Regions from separate parts of the Mus musculus genome. Here region 2 is linked to region 1. The links are chromatin contacts, called in public Hi-C maps. All regions are on one chromosome and are shown on one strand. The core of a region is the stretch at or near the end of the contact, and the rest is flanking DNA. Distances in the headings are between cores, read along the strand shown. Region 1 has its middle 75 kb from the start of Fbxl17. Region 2 holds the start of Fer (fer (fms/fps related) protein kinase).

What was found. Hi-C and Micro-C count contacts between places; a contact is called where the count stands out from the background.
Region 2: a contact with region 1 is called in a Hi-C map of embryonic fibroblasts, with 3 times the contacts expected there. The contact joins the promoter of Fer here to the enhancer-like site in region 1. A contact is called at or near these places in 3 of 39 promoter capture datasets (the 3T3-L1 cell line and cancer-associated fibroblasts), 1 of 15 datasets of contacts at CTCF or cohesin (the NIH/3T3 cell line), 10 of 484 Hi-C or Micro-C datasets (adipose-derived mesenchymal stem cells, cerebellum, cerebral cortex and 5 more) and 3 of 115 datasets of contacts at active chromatin or transcription factors (the NIH/3T3 cell line, embryonic stem cells and vascular smooth muscle cells).

Annotation. Positions count from the first base shown.
Region 1 is chr17:63,574,357-63,577,226 of GRCm38.p6, reverse strand. No RefSeq gene overlaps it. Among named protein-coding and RNA genes, the nearest start is that of Fbxl17, 75 kb to the right of the region's middle. Within about 2 kb of position 1,461, at least 5 of the 459 cell types and tissues checked have an H3K27ac peak or open chromatin away from gene starts, as enhancers often do. A contact at or near this core is called in embryonic fibroblasts, where this site is marked.
Region 2 is chr17:63,862,518-63,865,387 of GRCm38.p6, reverse strand. It overlaps Fer (fer (fms/fps related) protein kinase), which reads right to left and starts at 1,407. Exons shown (of 19, transcript NM_001037997.3): 1 at 1,333-1,407.

The DNA.
Region 1 (2,870 bases), core at 212-2,711:
AAGGAAGAAAGGAAAAGAAAAAGGGAAAAGGAAAGAAAAAAAGAAAAGTAAGAAATGAAAAGAACAAAATAAAAATTAAAAAAAACGTAGAAAATGATGCCAGTACTGACAATTACTACTATCTCTCAACAGAGTTTGAGCTTCTGTGTTCTATTTGCTACATGCTATATCAAAACGGATGAAATGGACATATAAATTGACTGAAGTTTGCTCTGTTCTTTCATTCAATCAACAAACTCATTATTGAGCACCTAGTATGTGGCATATGTTGGGCATTTTTATAGATTAAGGAAGACAGAAAAAAAAAGCCCCATCTTTTCATGGAATTTATATTGTGTTTGGTTAAGACACACGAGAACGCATCAGATATTTTCTTTATTTTAATATGGGGGGAATAAAGACACAATGAAGAGAAGGGGGTAGTGATCAGGGAAGAACTCTCTGAAAAATGATAGCTGAAAGACTTGAATGGGTAAGCGAGCCACACAACCCTAGAGGTGCTGGGAAGCGAAGATCCTGACACAGAAAAGACATAATTGCATTCAAGGAAGAAAGAGCAGCGTTACAACAAAGTGACAGAAGATGCTGAGAGGGGCGGGAAGGGCAGATGGTTCAGAGGCATCGAAGGCCTCTGGTTTACTCCAGGTGTGAGGAGAAGCGGGATGTTGGGACCAGAGAATGCCATGATAAGCAGAGCGCCGAGGACTGGCTCCGCAGCAGTGGTTCTCAACCTGTGGGTCCCGGCTCCTCACAAGGGTCGAACATTGGATATTTACATTATGATTCATCACGTCAACAAAATCACAGTTAGGAAGTAGCAACGAAATAATGTTATGGTTGGGGGTCGCCACACCATGACGATTGCAGTTAATAAGGGTTGAGTGTTAGCGTCTGCGTGATTGCAATCTTGACTCTTCACTGCCCAAGGTTTAAAATATGAAAAATAAAAATCATTTCTGTGCAAGTGGTATGTGAAGAACAAAACACACACACACACACACACAAATCAGCTTTCTAACCAGAGTGTTACAAACTTAACTCAAAATAAAATACCTGTTTCAGGAGGGTGGGGTAAAAGATTGTGGGAGGAGGTGACCAGAAGAAGGGCAACGGGCAGTATGTAAAGTGAATAAGTAAAATAAGATATATACATATATATATGCATATATCAATAAATTTTGTTATATAAAAACAGGGTATATATATTGCTTTATATATATAAAATAATTAAACCCTCTTTCTATTATGGTTGTTGGGGAACTGCCTATGCAAGCTGTCAACTCACAAAGGTTCTTTGTGGATGGTACATTAGAGTATAACAGCTCAGAATATTCTGGAACATGTCTCCCACCTTTCCTCCTGTCTCCTCCTGTTGACAGCCTGACTCCTGGGTGCTGTTAGAAAGCAAAGCAGAGCTGAGCCACAAGCACCCAGCATCTCTTCCACAGGAAAATGCTGCCATCTGGAGGCTTCTAGAATAAACAGATAAAATTCAGTAATTAAACAAAGTGGAACCAGGGCCCCAGACCCACATCTGTTCATTTCTATATACAACATCTTTTCTCTGGAGAAAAATTATACAGTCATTAACTTAAAAGAAATGAGAAGGCATCCGACCACTTTCATCTTTTTGCTTTGGCAGGCCTGCTGTATTAAACGGAACCCCGGGCAGTTGGTTTTACAAACCTTATTATTTTGTGATCTGCCCATTCATTACCAGTGTAAAGTGGATGTCACTTTTCCACTACTGCTGTGCCATGTCTCAGTCCCCTTTGCGATGGCAAATCTCCATTTCCTCCATGAAAACTGACCAATTCAATTTCTTTGTTCAATTTTGATTAATTATATTTTTCTAAGTAAATCAATTCTTTCATCATTTCAAATATATTTTCATAGTTATATGTAATATTCTATAAAATTTTACTCTTTTATTTGCCTATAGCTATGTATACTTTTTAATCTTTCATGCCATCTTCTTACTTCCCTTTTGTGTAGAATTTGCTGTTTGATGCTGCGCAGTTAGGATTGAATTCAGCGTGCCTCACACCACTGGGATACACATCCAGTTCTATCATGGGGTTTTGAATGGCAGAAGGACGGATATAGAGTGCACGCTACTCTGGGAGACAACATTGTCAGCTTTTGTATTGACAGACACAAGACTTGGGTGTACTCTTTAGAGGTCAACTTTAACATCTCAAATTAGCAGTGACATAAAGACAGGATCGCTGAAATGTCAATGATTAAAAATCTTTTGTAAAGAGCTATGTTTTTTGAGGCAGCTGAACAAAATCGAAGAGCAAATTACAGATGCCAAATTGGGAAAAAAATATATTTTGTACAGTTTAGAGAAAGTATAATATAAAATGGACATCGAATTAAAATAATGATCAAATTGGCTACAATAGAAAGAAAAACTATGAAACAAAGGTACCATAGCCAGGAAAGATATTTCCTAGAAATATGATAATCATAGACTAATTCCCTTAATATATGTGCTAGTTAGACTGCTTCAACTTGACAGAAATTAAAGCCACCCAGGAATCAGATTGGCTTGTAGACTTCTTCCTTGGTTGTCGATGGGTGTGGGAGGTGCCCAGCAGACTACAGTCAGTACCATCCTGGAGTAGCTGGTCTTGAATAAGAACATAAGATGAGCAAGCCATGGAGAACAGGCCAGTTAGCTGTGGTCCTCCATCCTCCACAGCGTCTGTAAGTCTCTGCCTCCAGGTGCCTGCCGAGTCCCTGTTGACGTTCCTTGGTGGTGGACTGTAACTATAAGCCCAATAAACCCTTCCCCTCCCCAAGATGTTTTGATCAGTGTTTTATCACAGCAAAAGAACATGAACTAGGACCCACCTGAAACATTT
Region 2 (2,870 bases), core at 158-2,657, 290 kb before region 1:
ATCAGAAAATCTTTTCTTGGCTGTAAAAGGGACACTCAACCTTTTTACATCCTTTGGCTCTTCCACACACCATTATAAAGCCTACACAGGTGTGTATATAAATAGTCCCTAAACCACACCATGTATTTTGCAATACTTTTCCTTTAAACCTGTTCTTATTTCACAGATGGACTGCAAAGTATTTTTTAGATGTTAACCACTAAAATACTGTGGGCCTTATCTTTAGATTCTCTGACATCAGACGTTTATATACGGTGACTTCAGGTTGAGAAGGTTCTTTCTGAAAAATGCCTGAAAACTCCTGTACATGTTGGAGTAGCATATGTTAGGGTGACCGTGAGACCATTGTGAATATATACAGCTTCTTCCGAAGTAAAAGTATCAAAAGCCTCATTGCTCTTACGTCATAAGATATTGAAAATGAAAGGCTGCCCGAACAAACTGAAATTGCAATGGCATGCCCAACAAAAATCACAAATGCACAGAGTTCCAAGCGACCACCTCATGGAAACTTAATTGTTCAAAGGAGCCCTAGCTCTTACCAAAACTAATCTCATGAACTCCTTTCGGAGGGCTGATCTTAAGAGGAGTCCAAGGAAGACACAAAGGTGCCTCCAAATACCTCAGACCCCTAAAAAGCCCTTAGGGAAAAAATCACCCCTGACAAGTCCAGATGCCTCCAGAAGTCTCCCTGGGCCGGACTTCTGAAAGGCTGCCCTGAACCAAAGGGGCAGTGGGACGTGAAGCTGAAGCGAGGCGACACAGGGTCAGAGGGTCCTGATGAAAGGGGCTGCGGGAACTCTCGGGGCTGGGTGCCACAGGAGAGGGCGGCGACGGGTGAGGAGACCAGAAGGGGTGTGGGCACCGTGGGCGAGCGTCGGAGGAGCGCAAGAAGGGAAAGGGTGCGGGCTCCCCACCGCAGCAGCTCCCAACCCCGCCCCACGCCCCGCACACCCGCGACCCGCGACGGGGCGGGGCCAAGCGCCCGCCACGGCCGGCACCGCCCCCTCAGCCTCCGGGTCCCGGGCGGGTAGGAGGGGCGGGCCTGGCGGGCCGGGTGAGCAGCCCGGACCCAAGCCCAACCCGGAACGTTCCGTCGCGCGGGTAGGATGAGGCGAGTGTGACCCCGCAGCCCCGGCAGGGGACCGAGCTGGCTGAGGGCAGAGGAAGCGCCTCCGCACAGCCCGCGTCCGCTGGGCCAAAAGCCCGGCGCCCCCCTGCAGGCGGGAACGGTTACCCCCGCGCTGCGCTCGCCTTCCGGCCTCCTTCCCACCTCCCGGGGCGTTGCCCCGGGCAACGGTGCCTACGGACGGCGGCGTGAAACGCACCTACCTAGAACCTGACAAGCAGAAGCCCCTCAGACCCGGGAGCCAGTCGCCACCCGGCGTCACGGGGACTGCTCCAGCCAATAGGCGCCACCGTTGCGAGGCTCGACAGCCAATCCCGCTACACTCCGGTCTCCGGGCACCCCGAGAGTTTAGCCAATGAGAAGGAGCAAGGGGCGGGCGCTGCCACCGGCCCCAACCCCCTCTTCTACAACCTCCCAGGAGGCGGGCGCGGCCCATTGGCTCGGACCCGCGAGGGGCGGAGCTCAGCGAGTGGGCGGAGGCTGGAGTTGCGGGCGTGAGGAGGCGTGGGCCGTGGCCACCGCCCTGCGTGCTGTTTCCCGTCGAAGCTTGTTCTTGCGGTCTCTCGCGTAGAAGATCCCGCTTCTCCGAGCCCAGCCGTCGGCCTGAGCGGTGGGATGGGCGCGGAGACCGAGGGAGCCTGACAGGAAACTCCGGAGACTCGCGGGGCCAAAGCCGGGAAGTAGCCTGTCCGGGTGATAAGCTGAGGCCGCCCGGAAGGGTCAGCCCCGCGGCCCTGCCGGAAAGGAGGTGTGACGAAACGTGGAGCGCCCGCGGGGGACCGGCGAGGGCCGGCTCTCCTTCCCACCCCGAGCTGGCTGTGCAGCGAACTCTACCTTCCCGCGCTCTGCTTGCGTGTGCTGTAACGTGGATTCCTTTAAATCGGCTTTGCGTTTCTGCGGTGTGCTCAGAACTGCCTTTCCCGCTCCTGTGCCTGCAGTGTCAGACGCTAACGAGCTGACATTCTCTGGAAACATGAGGATGCTCTGCAAAGAGAGCCGCGAGTCCTGGGAGCGGTCCCCTCGAAAGTACTTACCTCTAGGAAAGTCTAGAAAGCGAGGGCCTAAACTGATGTGTTCTTCCAGTGAGGGCTGTTTTCCGAAGCGCTCCTTTGCCAATTTGGTACAAAACAGGAGTAAGGTGGACCTGAACAGATCTTAGTAGGTGATCTGGAGCTCTGTGATAGGTGTTCATGGAGCGTCACTCTCGGGATTGCTGTAGCACGCTTTTTAAGGCAGTGTCCTCTTGTACGTGAGCTCAGCCACATTCACATTCGTCGCCTGCAACAAGTCTGACAGCTCCATTTCCCCTCCCACCCTTAAACCTTTGAGTTAGATTAGAGCCAAAGAAGAATTAATACTTTTTAAAATTCTAAATGGTTATTCACTTAAGTCAGTTTCAAAGACCAAGAAACCAAAACATACTTTAAGGACACAGATATCTTACAGTTGAAAATGGATGAGAGTCTCTCCCCCTTTTTCTCAGAAAACAATTATAAAGTTCTCTTGTCAGATTTATGGTCCAGGAATATCTTTTTCAAGAACGTGGAATGCACAAGAGTTGTGAATCGTTGTTAGAGCACTTGAAACCTTAGATGAACCTCAGCCAGGCTATGGGAAGCCACTAACAAACCTGGGAGTCGGTGTTTTTCTAAGTTCACAGATAGCAGAAGTTCACCTTATCACCCAGTTTCTGAGAAATTCTAGAACTCCAAATTTTGAAACTACCTCAGGCATAAGGATT